Linked DNA regions of Anas platyrhynchos: region 1 is linked to region 2. Evidence: chromatin contacts called from public Hi-C data. All regions are on one chromosome and are shown on one strand. Each heading gives the region's core, a stretch centred on a gene start, on an enhancer-like site or on the middle of the called end of the contact. The rest is flanking DNA. Distances are from core to core; before and after follow the strand shown.

Region 1 (6,041 bases), core at 2,643-5,142, 150 kb before region 2:
GTGACAGCAATAGTGTTTTACTGAGACTGATATTTGACATACAAAACTCCCATAATTATTTTAATATCTTCACTTACCAGTGATTTTAATGATATGACAAAGATTTTAGGTGTTTGCTGAAACAGCACTACTGTCATTTACTATCAATCAAGTAAAATATCATTCTAATTCATTTCACTGCAAAAATCAGAGCAGTTTTCATACCAATTAAGCTACTGCTGTAAAGAGTATGTTCTTCTTTTTGGGTTTTATAATTAAAGAATCAAAATGGCAAAGACCTATCTGGGAACATTGATTAGAACATATAATATATAAAAGTCTTTAAGTAGTGATTTTGCCATCAGAAGAAAGCAACTTTATAAAAGCCTGGGTATAAAAACAGCAAAGAGGCATGTGACTTTATACCTTTAAATTAATTATGAAACAACATTACAGATAAAACAGGTAGTGCCTCACGTAGTTGATTACTTAGTACGTTTCATTATATGTTTCTTTAATCACTGAAAAACATTGCCAAGTTTGGAGCTATTCAGGATGAAGCTTTCCATGCCAGGTGTGTGCCCTAGGCTGGAGAATTTTGGAAAGCTGCTTCTAAAACTCAGTCATACCAGAAACAATATTCCTGAAAAAGTGAATGTGCCTGCCTAACGTTACCCCAGCCCCCACAAGTCTGTTGCTGGGAACATCTCTCCCTTTTGGAGCAGGAACTCCAAGTTTTGCAGAAATCGTTTCATTGTTTCGGGACGTGCCTTTGATTAGCCTCTAAGATTTGCCCAAATTTGTCCCCAGTACAGAGCGCGGTCTCAAGTTACAGCTCGTCAGCTGAGCTGTGCTCGCTGGCTCTGCGTGCACTTCTGATTTGCCGAGCAGAATATGCTAATCTAAACCACCTTCCCAGGAGCTGGCATTAAAGTGCTGTTCTTCACGTCGGCAACACGCAAACACCCATCAGCTCAGCGGGAAGGCAGCAGCTCTGCAGGCACTGTCCTTCCTCGTGCCATAGGGCACCCCTCAGTTTGCATCACGAACTCAGCAGGTACATGTCCTGAGCATCCTTTCTCTGCTCCCTGTGCTCCGTCCTGGAGGATCGAGGCAATTTCTCACTCTCTTTTGTGAGCTGCTCAGCCGCCGGACAGCGAAGTGAACGCAGAACAAAATGGGGCTGCACCTCTCGGTGCTGCTTTTCACATCCCCATTCAGAGGTCAGTGTGTGGTAAGAAAGTAGCTAGCTTAGGATGGAGAGAAGGTGGGTGACAGGCAAGAGGAAACCAGAAACAGGGAAGGGAAGAGCTAGAAGAGGGCAACAGGAGCCGGCGGTGACAACTGAAGCAGAAGTTGGGCATGGGGGGAAGCAACAAGCAGTGACATACTGCAGCGGATCTTAACCAGAGAGGAACTGGGGCCCTATTCTGTGCTCATCCCCCCCGAGGACCTACAGCTCATTTCAAGAGTCGAGAATCTCCCCTCGGGACCTGAGACTCATTTCAGGAATCCAGAGTCACTCTGCTCTGCTGTCAGTGAAAACCAGCGCTGACACGTACCAGAGCATTCGTCACCCCCTTCCCGTGGCAGACACTCAGAGCGCTGCAGCGAGCTACCCGGCTGCTCGAGTGAGTGGCAGGCGTTTGTCCAAATAGGTCTGGGGCACGTAACAGGACTGATCTGACTCAGGCAGTGGTCTTGTTTCATCTTGCTGTTAAAGTCTTTTTCCACGAACACTCTGGACAGGGCGAAAAGATATGCAGAGTGGTCAAGTCAGGGACTTTAAATGCAATTTCTTAAGTTAAAGTGCACTGCACACCCAAAGTCTTATTTAATCACTATAATCTGTCACTGGTGGTCTGTAATATCATTTGTAAGAAAGCCACACCAGTAGGTCAGTAACATGAAACTATGGCTCATATTCCATCTAGCATTTGTTTTTCTTCTACGTGTGTCCAGTTTGCCATAACATCCCAACTACATGGGTATCTGAGGGGTTGGGCCCTGTTACCCTTTTCTGGCAGCTGAATTCTCCATCGTGGGTTTCATTTTGGTCTCAGAGAGAAACCTGCAGAAGGAACTGCTGTGCCCACCACAGGAAAAGTCACAGTAAGAGATAGCCCTGCTGTGCGTCTGTGAAAGGTGCAGGTACCCAGACTGTGTGGTGATATTCCAACGAGAGATGCAGAGCTGCTTCCTGCCCTTAAATCTTTTGCCACGTCCTTAAATAACTCCGTGGTGCTTCTGTATACTAAAAACCTTCCCGTGTGGCAGAAGTAACTGTGATTCTTAGTTTAGTCATCGCCATAGTTTATCATTTTGGGATGTTCAGAAGGAAGATGCCTTGCACGCCTTGATGTGCAGTTTGCAGGGATAACACCTGGCAAAACTCTTCTAGGGACAGCATCACCGAGCCTTACCCTAAGCAGCTGAATGAGCTCGAAACCTATTGATAGTCACTGATAGGATCTACTTCTACCTGCTTAAATCCTGCATAAAGTGCCAGTGCTGAGGACAACTATTAGATACCCTGAGGAGAAGGGTACACCTGGGAGTAGCGCCCCGTATTACTGCCATTTGTGATGTAGCTCCTGCTTGTGGCACTGCCTGCTGTATCACTCTCTCCTGTGTTAACTGAGTGCCAAACCCAGCAGCGCCTGTGCAGATCCCAAGAGCCTGCATTGTAATGCTGAGGTTTCCTCACTGCTCACGCCAGGGGCTAAAGCCCTGCAGGGAAATAAAGCGGGGCCCTGGCACCGGAGCAGCAAGCACCCGGCTGATGCCCGTGTGTCCCTTCAGGCACAGCATCTCTGTGTGAGGGGAACCTGTGGGCTCGGGGCTGCAGCTCTATGAGCCAGGATAAGCTCTGGGCACAAGCAAACCCCAAAAGGGGTTTTACACTGGGGGAGTAAGGGGATGGAAGGCACACTGCCACCCCAGGGGCAGTGCTGTGGGGCTGGCAGAACACATGTAGGGCTGGGCAAAGAGGGGTGGGTGGGGTGTGTCTCCCCCTCTGCTATGTATCCCCTTTTTGGAGATTCCTCTATTTCTAGGAAAAAAAATAGAAAAGAAAATAGAAAAGAAAAAAAAAAAGAGAGAAAAAAAGGAAAAAAAGAAAGAAAAATGAAAAAAGACAAATAAAAAAAGAAAAAGAAATAAAAAGAGAAAAAAGGAAAAAGAAAAAAGAATAAAGAAAAAGAATAAAGAATAAAGAAAAAAAGAAAAAGGAAAAAATAAAAAAGAAAAAGGAAAAAGGAAAGAAGAAGAAGAAAAAGAAAAGGAAAAAGAAAAAGAAAAGGAAAAAGAAAAAGAAAAAGAAAAAGAAAAAGAAAAAGAAAAAGAAAAAGAAAAAGAAAAAGGAAAAAAGAGAAAAAGGGAAAAAGATAAAAGAAAAAGGAAAAAGGAAAAAAAGAGAAAGGAAAAGAGGAAAAAGGAAAAAGGAATGAGGAGAAAGGAAAAAATATAAAAAATATAAGAATATAAAAAAGAAGAAAGAAAGGAAAGAAGAAAAAAAAGGAAAAAAGAAAAAAAGAAAAAGGAAAAAAGAAAAGAAAAAACGGAAAAGGAAAAAGAGAAAAAAGAGAAAAAAAAAAGAAAAAACAAAAGGAAAAAAAGGAAAGGAAAAAAAAAAAAGGAAAAGAAAAAGTTCTTCTGGAAGCTGCCCACCGCGGACAGACGGCCGGCAGGACAGACGTCCCCACGGGGCGGGGGTGGGGGGGTGAAGGGGGGCAGGCAGGGGGCGTGCCCTCCCTTCCCGATGACTCACCCCGCGGGGGCTTGGCTTATGCAGACCCCGCCTTCTCCCTCTCTCCCCGTCCCCCTCCTCTCCCTCCCCTCTCCGCCCCCCCCCCCCCCCCGCGCCGGCCCGCAATGATTTAGAAGTTCAGGAATCCCACGTGACGTCACGGCGGGTGATGTAATGGTGCTGTAAATAGCACGCATTGTAACCTTCCCTCAGTACAACGTGGTTCCTCCGCCCGCGCCGCCGGTCCCGTCCCCGCCGCGCCGCGCCGCGCCGCGCCGCGCCGTGCCGGGCGGTAAGTTCCTGCAAACACCGCGCTGCCCCGCACGGCTCCGCGCCGGGGGTCGCTTCTCGCAGCCCCCCCCCGCCCGCCGCCGCCGCACGGGTTGGTGCTCCGGCGGGACGGAGCGCGGAGAAGGGGGCGTGCGCGACCCCCGAGGGGCAGGGCAGCGGCGGCGGGGCAGGGGGCGCACGGCACCTGGGGATGGGATGTGAGGGGAGGGGATGGGGATGGGGATGGGGTAGGGTAGGATCGGGTAGGGTGGCATGGGATGGGATGGAGTAGGATGGGGTAACACGGGATGGGGTAGGATGGGATGGCATGGCACGGGATGGGGTAGGATGGGACGGGATAACATGGCACGGCACGGGACGGGGTGTCACGGGATGGGGATGGCATGGAAAGGGGTGGCATGGGATGGGGAAGGCGCTGCCCGGCGCTGACAGCTGCCCCCAGCTCCCCGCCGGCTCCCCAAAACTTCTGGGCGACTTTAGCAGCGGTGGGCGCCCCTCGGCCGCCGTGCCCGCGGGGAGATCCCGGTGCCGGCCCTCACGTCACGCCGCGGGCCGGTGCCCCCCGGGGATGCTCCGCTGGGATGCCGCCGGCACCGGGGCGGGGGAGATCCCTTAGAGGACCCCCTTACACTGACCCCACTTCCAGCCCCGCTCGTCGCCCCCCGGCCAGCTCCGCGCCCCCTGCCTCTTCCCGGGGTCTCTCTGTGCCCCCGGAGGAGTTTTGGGGAGGCTGAGAGCCGCGGGGGTGTGGGGGGAGACCCGCTCAACTCTGCCTGCTCCATTATTTGTGTCCCGGCACCGGCAGCGATCCCTCGGCTCCGGGGCTCAGTCGGAAAGAGGGAGGTCGTGCGAAGGAGTGGGTAGGAATAAAGGGGAAAATGTGCGTTTCTTTGAAACCCCAGAGCGATATCAGGAGTTTGCTGAGCGGCCAGCTTAAAAGATTTCCATATTTTATCGGCGAGAAGCGGTGCTTAGCCCGATGCAATCAAAGCTCGGGGGGAAGGCTGCTAATTGCTGCGAAGCATCTCGCTGGGGCTTTGCCTTGAGACCGTGCAGTTTGCAGAGATCCTCACCCGCTGGCTTGCACCAGACTTTCCCCGTCTGGCCGTTTGGACAAGGAGCAGTGCGTCAAGCAGCAGCGGTGGAGGGAAACTTTCTTGTAAGGAACTGTCACGCAGAAATAATCCAGAAACCGGGCTGTAAGAAATTTGGGAGTCGGAGGGTGAGAGCCGAAGGCAAAAGTGAAGCGTAATTCGTGGGGGTTTTGCGGGAGGAGGGAGGCTTTCCTAAGAGGATGGTTTATTTTCAGTAGGAAAGTGTACGGTGTATGAAAGCCCCCGCCTGGCATTTCGTGACTTTCATGTGGTGAATGCGGTTGCCGGTATCAAAAGCTGGGAATTCTTCCTAAGAAATGGCTAAAATCCTTATTTGTGACTCCTTAATCCCAAGGGGAGCTGTGCAGGTCGCAAAGCACCGGGGAGAAGTGTGATTAATGATCAGTGATTAGTGATAAGTGATTAGTGGTTTTATTCAAACTGTTACCTCTGACCAGAAGCACACATCAGAGGATTAACAGGCTCTTTAGATAAATGCTCATTAGTGGAAGGGGGAAAGCAAAGATAATAGGCATGCACACAGGGACAACTTTCTAGGAAAATCATTCCCGTCTCTGGCATAATAAGCTCGATTAGCAGAAAGGCTCTTTAATTTAAAAGTTGCTTTTATCTTGTAAATCAAAGATAGATGCACAAGTTCGCCGCGCTATTATAGCCTAAATTTTCCCATATCCACGGGACGTGGATTATCTCGGTGGCGATATTTTATGAAAAAAAAAAAAAAAAACCACCACGCACGCACAAGACACTTGTATCGTTAGCGAACGGAACGCTGCCAAGTGCTGAAGCCCCGCATCCTGAGGCATCCATCCCTCCATCCATCCCTCCGTCCGTCTGTCCGTCCGTCCGTCCCCTCCCCGCAGGGCAGGGCAGGGCAGGGGCTGCCGGCAGCGAACTAGATGGCGCAG
Region 2 (6,254 bases), core at 2,268-4,767:
CATAGCATCACTAATAAATCATGACAGTGTGACAAATGACCAGTCTCTGCCCGAAATCCCATTTGGTTAATTGTATTGCACCTACCAGCATTTCCTTTGCAGTTGTTGCTTTGGTGCTGACTCCAGGGGAAGTGTGCCACCTACTGAATTACCAGCTCTGCTTCCTGAAGCACCCTGGGATTTCCTTGGAGTGCTCCCAAATGCATTTGGCCAAGACCAACCCTGCTTAGCTTATGAGAGCAGACCAGATCACAGCCTGAGGCTGTTTATGGCTGCTAGCCATATTACTCATTGGGGATGTTTAGTCATGTATCTCTATGAAGGGAGACCATATTGCATTAAATGTCTCAAGTTAGTTCTGCATATATTGTTTGTAAATTGCTTTGTGACCCTTTCTGAGTGGAAAGAGCTGCATATGTATAAAATATTAAGACTTAATGGAGTGTATATAACATGTATGGATACTTTCAGGTCATTTTTGTAATAACCTTTCGTGTTATAGCTATATGATTGAAAATGTAATAAAACAGACTGAGAAGGCAACCTCTTTTAAGTCTGGCTGTTCTGGTACTGAATTATTCTGATTTCATTGTTGTAAGTCTATTTTTGGTACTAAATATTGGTAAATTGTCACCAACATGGTTGTTTAAACTTAACAGAAGTGAGCACTAGTATCAACACTATTCAGCCAACGTGAATTGAGAAATGATTCCATTTGCCTACAATAAGTCCTAATGGATATTTTATTATTAATACATTTACAAATGGCAGATGGCTTTGCATAACACACCTCATTTTCTCATTTGAGGTCAGATCCCCCAATATGTAGTTATGCAGCCATATTGTGTAAGTCTCCCAACGTTGGGAAGGGTTATAATCCAAAGAGAGTGGTTGTAGCTAAATTGTATAAGGTATTTGCTCTAATTTTTGTAGGGGATAAGATCTAGGTAAAACAGACATTAGTAGCTGTGCATCCTGACTGTAGTCTGGGCTAGTATAATTGGTCTGGTTTCAAAAGTACAAACAAAATCCAAATGACCACAAACTGGCATGCTTCATACCTTTGCACAAATGACTCAACTCAATCTTTGTCTTCTTTTTTCTTTTGAGGTTACTGTTATGTGCCTGGGATCTTGTTCTCTGTCAATAGTCTCTGATCCTGGCATTAATACTCCTGTGACTTTCCTCCCTGCAGTCTTTGCCACATTGTACCACTGTTTGAATATATACAACAAGAATTGAAAATAAAAAAAAGCATTAAAGAACTGCTGGCACCTTGTGGTAAATGTTTGAAAAACATTTTTAGCAACAGTTTATATTGTAAAACATATGAATTCTGAATTTTCTCAGTCATTGAGACTATTTTGATGAAAAATGGATCTTTGTTATTTTATTCTATTTATATCGCTTTGACCTGCTAGTCTATTTTCAGCCTGCTGCCTGCAGTGCTATCTGGCACGTGCTAAATACATGTTTCCTAAAGCAGTTTGTAAAGATACATTGGAACTGGTTATTTCCAAATGGGATAATTTTGTTAGCAAGACTCCTGCGTAAGAGCATGATTCCTGAGCAGGAGAACATTTGTGCGCAGGTGAGATAACTTATCTCAATATTTACATGTAAGCAGAGGAGATAACTCACATGGTCACTTGTGCTGGTTCTGCTGCTTATTAGCTCAGTGCAGGTAGGCACTATGAAGTATATGAGCTGGTGGAATTTGAAAAAAGATAAATAATAATTTGGTGAACTGCATTGATATCTTCTTCTCAGGGAAAGAGAGAGACAGAGAGAAAAAAAAAAAAAAAAAGAGAGAGAGAGACTTAGAAACCTCAAGGACCTGGTATTTTTACTAGAAGGGAAGAGATGAGTTGGAGGGGAGCAGAAAGACCAGGGAGGTCACAGATGTAGCCTGGAGTATGTTGAGTAAGTGAGAACAGGAAGAATAAAATTGGTATCGTAGACTGGGAGAGCCAGCAGATTAGATCAAATATATGTGTGAAGAAGACAAAACAGAAAGCTCTTGTATGAAAACATTTCTTGTGAATTAGCAGAGCTGAGCTCCAGACTGCATATCAGACTGTCTCTCTCATCTGTGCTTCTTTCTAAATTCACTAACACTGCAGTTTACAGCAGTTTACAGACCTTTTTCTTAGTCCCTATAAATATTTTATAGAAGCCAGGTTAGCTGAAATGAAAAATAGAGTTGTTTTTCTTAGGTGCATGATTTAAAAGCTTAGCAAGAAAACTTGTGGAAAACATAATTGCCCTAAACAAAACAGAACTCTGAAGAGTTTTGCCAAATGAAAACTAACTTTTATCAATACCCTCTAAAGTCTTTTTTTTTTTTTCTTTAGTGAACTGTTTTCATGGCAAAGTTCAACTTTCAGTTCCCAGGGTTTCTAACTGAAGAACTCTTTACACTTTTCACTGTCCTTATAAAAGACAGACAAAGTGGTTTAAGGAAATATTTTTTAAAATATTCATTATCTGGCAAAGACCAGGCCTGCAGTATTTCAGCCTAAAAAGGGATAGTTTTGGAAGGTTTTAAAAGTATCTGAAAAAAAAAAAGGGGGGGGGGGATAGAATGAAAATGAAAATGCAACTATAAACATAAGTTTTAATGTCATTCATCCTGCAGTAGTTTTTTAAGTCATCTTCTTCTTTTTTACATAGTTACATTTATAATAAATGTATAATGTCTTCTGTGTGATACTATCTATTATCTCAGTGTGCGTTTGTGAGATACATGCCCCTACATATGTGTATTATGAACATAGCAGTAAGGCAGATGAAATCACACCAGACACATCCTGGAATTAACTCTGAGTTTGCATTGTGTTTACCTGGTCAGCTACCATTTGTTTAAATCCCTGAAGATGCTTCTGGGTATCTGCAGCTTCCTTTTCTTTTAACCGTGATTACAAATATTTAATACCTTTTGTTTGAACACTATGAAAACATTGACCAGATGGGAAATCAGGTGAAACTAAATAGAGGTTTCATGAACTGGTCTCTAAAATATAGACGAACAAGAATATTACTAGCCAATCTGGGGAACAGTTAGATGACAATTGTGGTGGCTGCCCCTGGCCCATCCTTACCTTGCTTCAGGCTGGAGATACAGACTAGGCAACGCTGACAACTAAAGCAGAATTAAGATACAACAAAGTGGAAACATATTAACTGAACCAATAAAAATAATAATATTAATAATAATCAAGCAACGCAACTGCAGATTGTGCTCTGAACTTTGCCAAATTTGGGGCTGCTGGCAGGCCACCAAGAATAGTAAATACAACAGACAAGGGCCCCTCATCTGAGAAAGCCTTGCCACAGTCCCCAGAGAGCTTTGCCCTACGAACCAACAGCAAGAGCATCCCAGCCGGTCTGAACAGCCACCGTGGAATTACGGCATGAGATTTCTGTGAAGTGAGATTAAGCTAAACTTGCATCTTGTGTGAATTCAGATTAAATGAAGGGACTCAGTTGTTATTTAGCAAAAACAGTTCCCTTGGTTACATTGGAGTCATTTTTACTGTGTTGGTATGATGTAATCGGCTGGTTTAACATTTAGAGCTAGTAAAACATGTGCGTATAATTTTTTTTTTAAAGTATGTGCCTAATCACTTTCATTTTGCACTCACTTAGCTCAATATTAATAGTTTGCATTGGCTGAGAATTTACAAACAGGCTTAGGAGTGAAACAGTCTAGATTTCTACATGTGATGGCCTGAAAGTTACAGGGAGTAAAGAGTCTTGTCAGACTCCTAGATCTTTCCTCCCACACATGCTGGCCACCAGATAAATCATGTGTGTGAGTTTATAGTGGAGTCGGTACTGGATGTTAAGCAACACCCAGAAGTGAAGTTCTTGAAATAATTTCCTGTGAAAGCTACAGTAGACAGATTTGTAATCATAGATCGTGGCATTAATCAAGTAAACAAACCATCCATTTTTGCTGTGGCATTCCTGAAATCTCTTTTAGGAATGCCAAAGTTCTGCATAATGATACTTCCCAGTAATGAGTGTGGTAAGCACAGGATAGCATGACACAGAGGGCTTCTCAGTTCTTTGGGGCACGGATGTAAAATTCCTCTGATACAGCAGTGAGAGTCAGAAGACATCTGAAATGTGACTTAAACATTTCGGTAGTATTCATACTACTTATTTACATTGTAATTACAACATTTCTCCTCTTAAAACCTTTCCGAAAGGTTGCTTATCCCCTTCTGTCAGCTAAGAGAAATTTCAGGCATGGCTGCTCTTGAAGTAAAGAACGAATTGGTAAACAGAGGCAAACTCTTTGTCCTGCATTGTTACTCATGCTGACAAATGTGCACTCAGTAAAAGCTGTTGACAGCTGTGGGCTGCTCAAGAACCACAGCTAATGTGGGAGAATCTCCTCTAGGAAACAGGGCAGGTAGGCTTCATCTAGCTTGTGTAAAAACGGGGTTTGCTGGAGGGGAAAGAACCAGGATGGTTTGAAGAGGAAGGCATTAGGTTGGAGGAGGTTCTGTGTGGAGCTATGTGGTGTTCAGTACAGACCTGATTTTGTTTCACATTTTCTTTAATGACTGTAATGTAAGTATAACAAGTACTGCTGGTGACGCAGGGTTTGGAGACATTGGCAATACAGAGAAGGACCTGGATATCATACAAAAAAGGAGGGGAAAAAAATCCAACAAGAAAAAACCTGGATGAGCTTTGAGTACTGAACTAATGGCGATGGAATGAAATTCAATATTAAAAAATGCAAGACTGTGCCTGGGGGGACTAATAAAAATTTCTAGAAGCAGCAGCAGTTCATCAGCCCAATACGGCAATGTAGAAGGAAGGCTTGAGAATAGTGGTAAGTGGTCACAGGCTGACAGCAAGCTTCTGCAGTGGTCTGCTTGATTTCAAGGTGCAAGCATTCTTAAATAATGATGCGTCAGGAAGGTGGCTGGCTATCCAGAAGCACTGAGAGGCATTAGGATGGCGTGGTGGACTGATCTGGAGCTGACTTTTAATATTAATGAAAACAGGTTAGGGAAAGTGTGGGGAGGATGGTTACCACAGGTCATGAAAATGAAAGAAAGTAGCTTCTCAGGAGGAGAGATTGAGTTAATTAAGGGACAATGAGACAGCTGGCATATTCAAGGCAAAGGGTTAGCAAAAAGGTCTTTGCAGCAGCAATCTGGACAAATATGAAAGAGGTAAAATTGTATTGGTAAAAGCCAGAAAAAAAATGATGTTGCAACTATTGACGTGCGGGGTGGTGAGGCATATGTTCCAGTTATGAAGCAATTACAACAATATATAAGCCCTGAAGTGGTTTCAAGCTGAATTCAGATTGGCATCTCTGTGCAGAATAATTAACACACAGAATCATGAACATGGAGGACAAAAACAGTAGAAAACTTCAAAATCCTAGAAACTAAATTCACTTTGAATGGAAGGAAGAAACAAAGGGAAAATTTGGGGAAGAAAGGAGAGAAATGGTAAAATCCCAGGGTTTGAAACATAAAGAATGCAAGTAACATCCCAGTTAAGTTGGGAAACTGATCCAGGTGCTACTTCTTTTGCATTAAAGCTATTCAGCTGAATTCACAGTTGTTTCCACTCAGGTTAGAGGGAATCTTGGGCTATAAAGTGAACTCTGCAGGTTCTCAGATGAGTTAGTCATCATTGTTTTAATTTGTTTATCCTGTTTCCATAATAAATCCTTTTTTTTTTTTCTTCTTTTTTTTTTTTTTTCTCATTTAAATGTATTAAAATCTATTTTGTTGGGATTTTAAAAATTGAGCTTACTGTGGTTCATTTCTCAACAAAAAGTTTGTCTTCTACCCTTATGTGAAAAGTCAGCAGGGATGCCAGCATGGCAGTGGTATTTTTCAGTAAAGAATTCACAGAAGTGCCTCATTGACATGGGCTATAGTCAGTGAGGACAAGCATGAACACCTTGGTTTTGCATAGTGGAAGGAGCAGGCTCTACACGTTAGAGGGTGTCCCAGAAAATGAGTGCTGCCAAGTGCAAATCCAGCAGGCACAATTTGTGTAGAATATGTTCTTACCGCAATGTATTTTCAAGCACGTGAATGTTTTCTAGGTAGATTTGATTCTGCATTTGATGTCAGATTAGAAAAGCCGTGCATTTCAATTCTTAGAAACTAGTCTTGAAAGTAATGCAGTATCCTGCACCACAGAATGTGGAAGTGAAGTTAGAAATATTTTCTCTTTTGTTTATCATCACAGTAAAACTGATGGTGTAACTC

Evidence for each region. A called contact is a pair of places that touch in the nucleus more often than the background predicts.
Region 1: a Hi-C map of subcutaneous adipose tissue shows a contact between it and region 2, with 2.2 times the contacts expected there. The contact joins the promoter of CREB5 here to the enhancer-like site in region 2. A contact is called at or near these places in 4 of 8 Hi-C or Micro-C datasets (F1 follicle, skeletal muscle, small yellow follicle and 1 more).

Annotation. Positions count from the first base shown.
Region 1 is chr2:123,846,890-123,852,930 of IASCAAS_PekinDuck_T2T, reverse strand. It overlaps CREB5 (cAMP responsive element binding protein 5), which reads left to right and starts at 3,892. Exons shown (of 11, transcript XM_038174831.2): 1 at 3,892-4,019.
Region 2 is chr2:123,697,869-123,704,122 of IASCAAS_PekinDuck_T2T, reverse strand. The region is part of intron 5 of CREB5 (cAMP responsive element binding protein 5); the gene reads left to right. Among named protein-coding and RNA genes, the nearest start is that of CREB5, 150 kb to the left of the region's middle. Within about 2 kb of position 3,517, at least 1 of the 8 cell types and tissues checked has an H3K27ac peak or open chromatin away from gene starts, as enhancers often do. A contact at or near this core is called in subcutaneous adipose tissue, where this site is marked.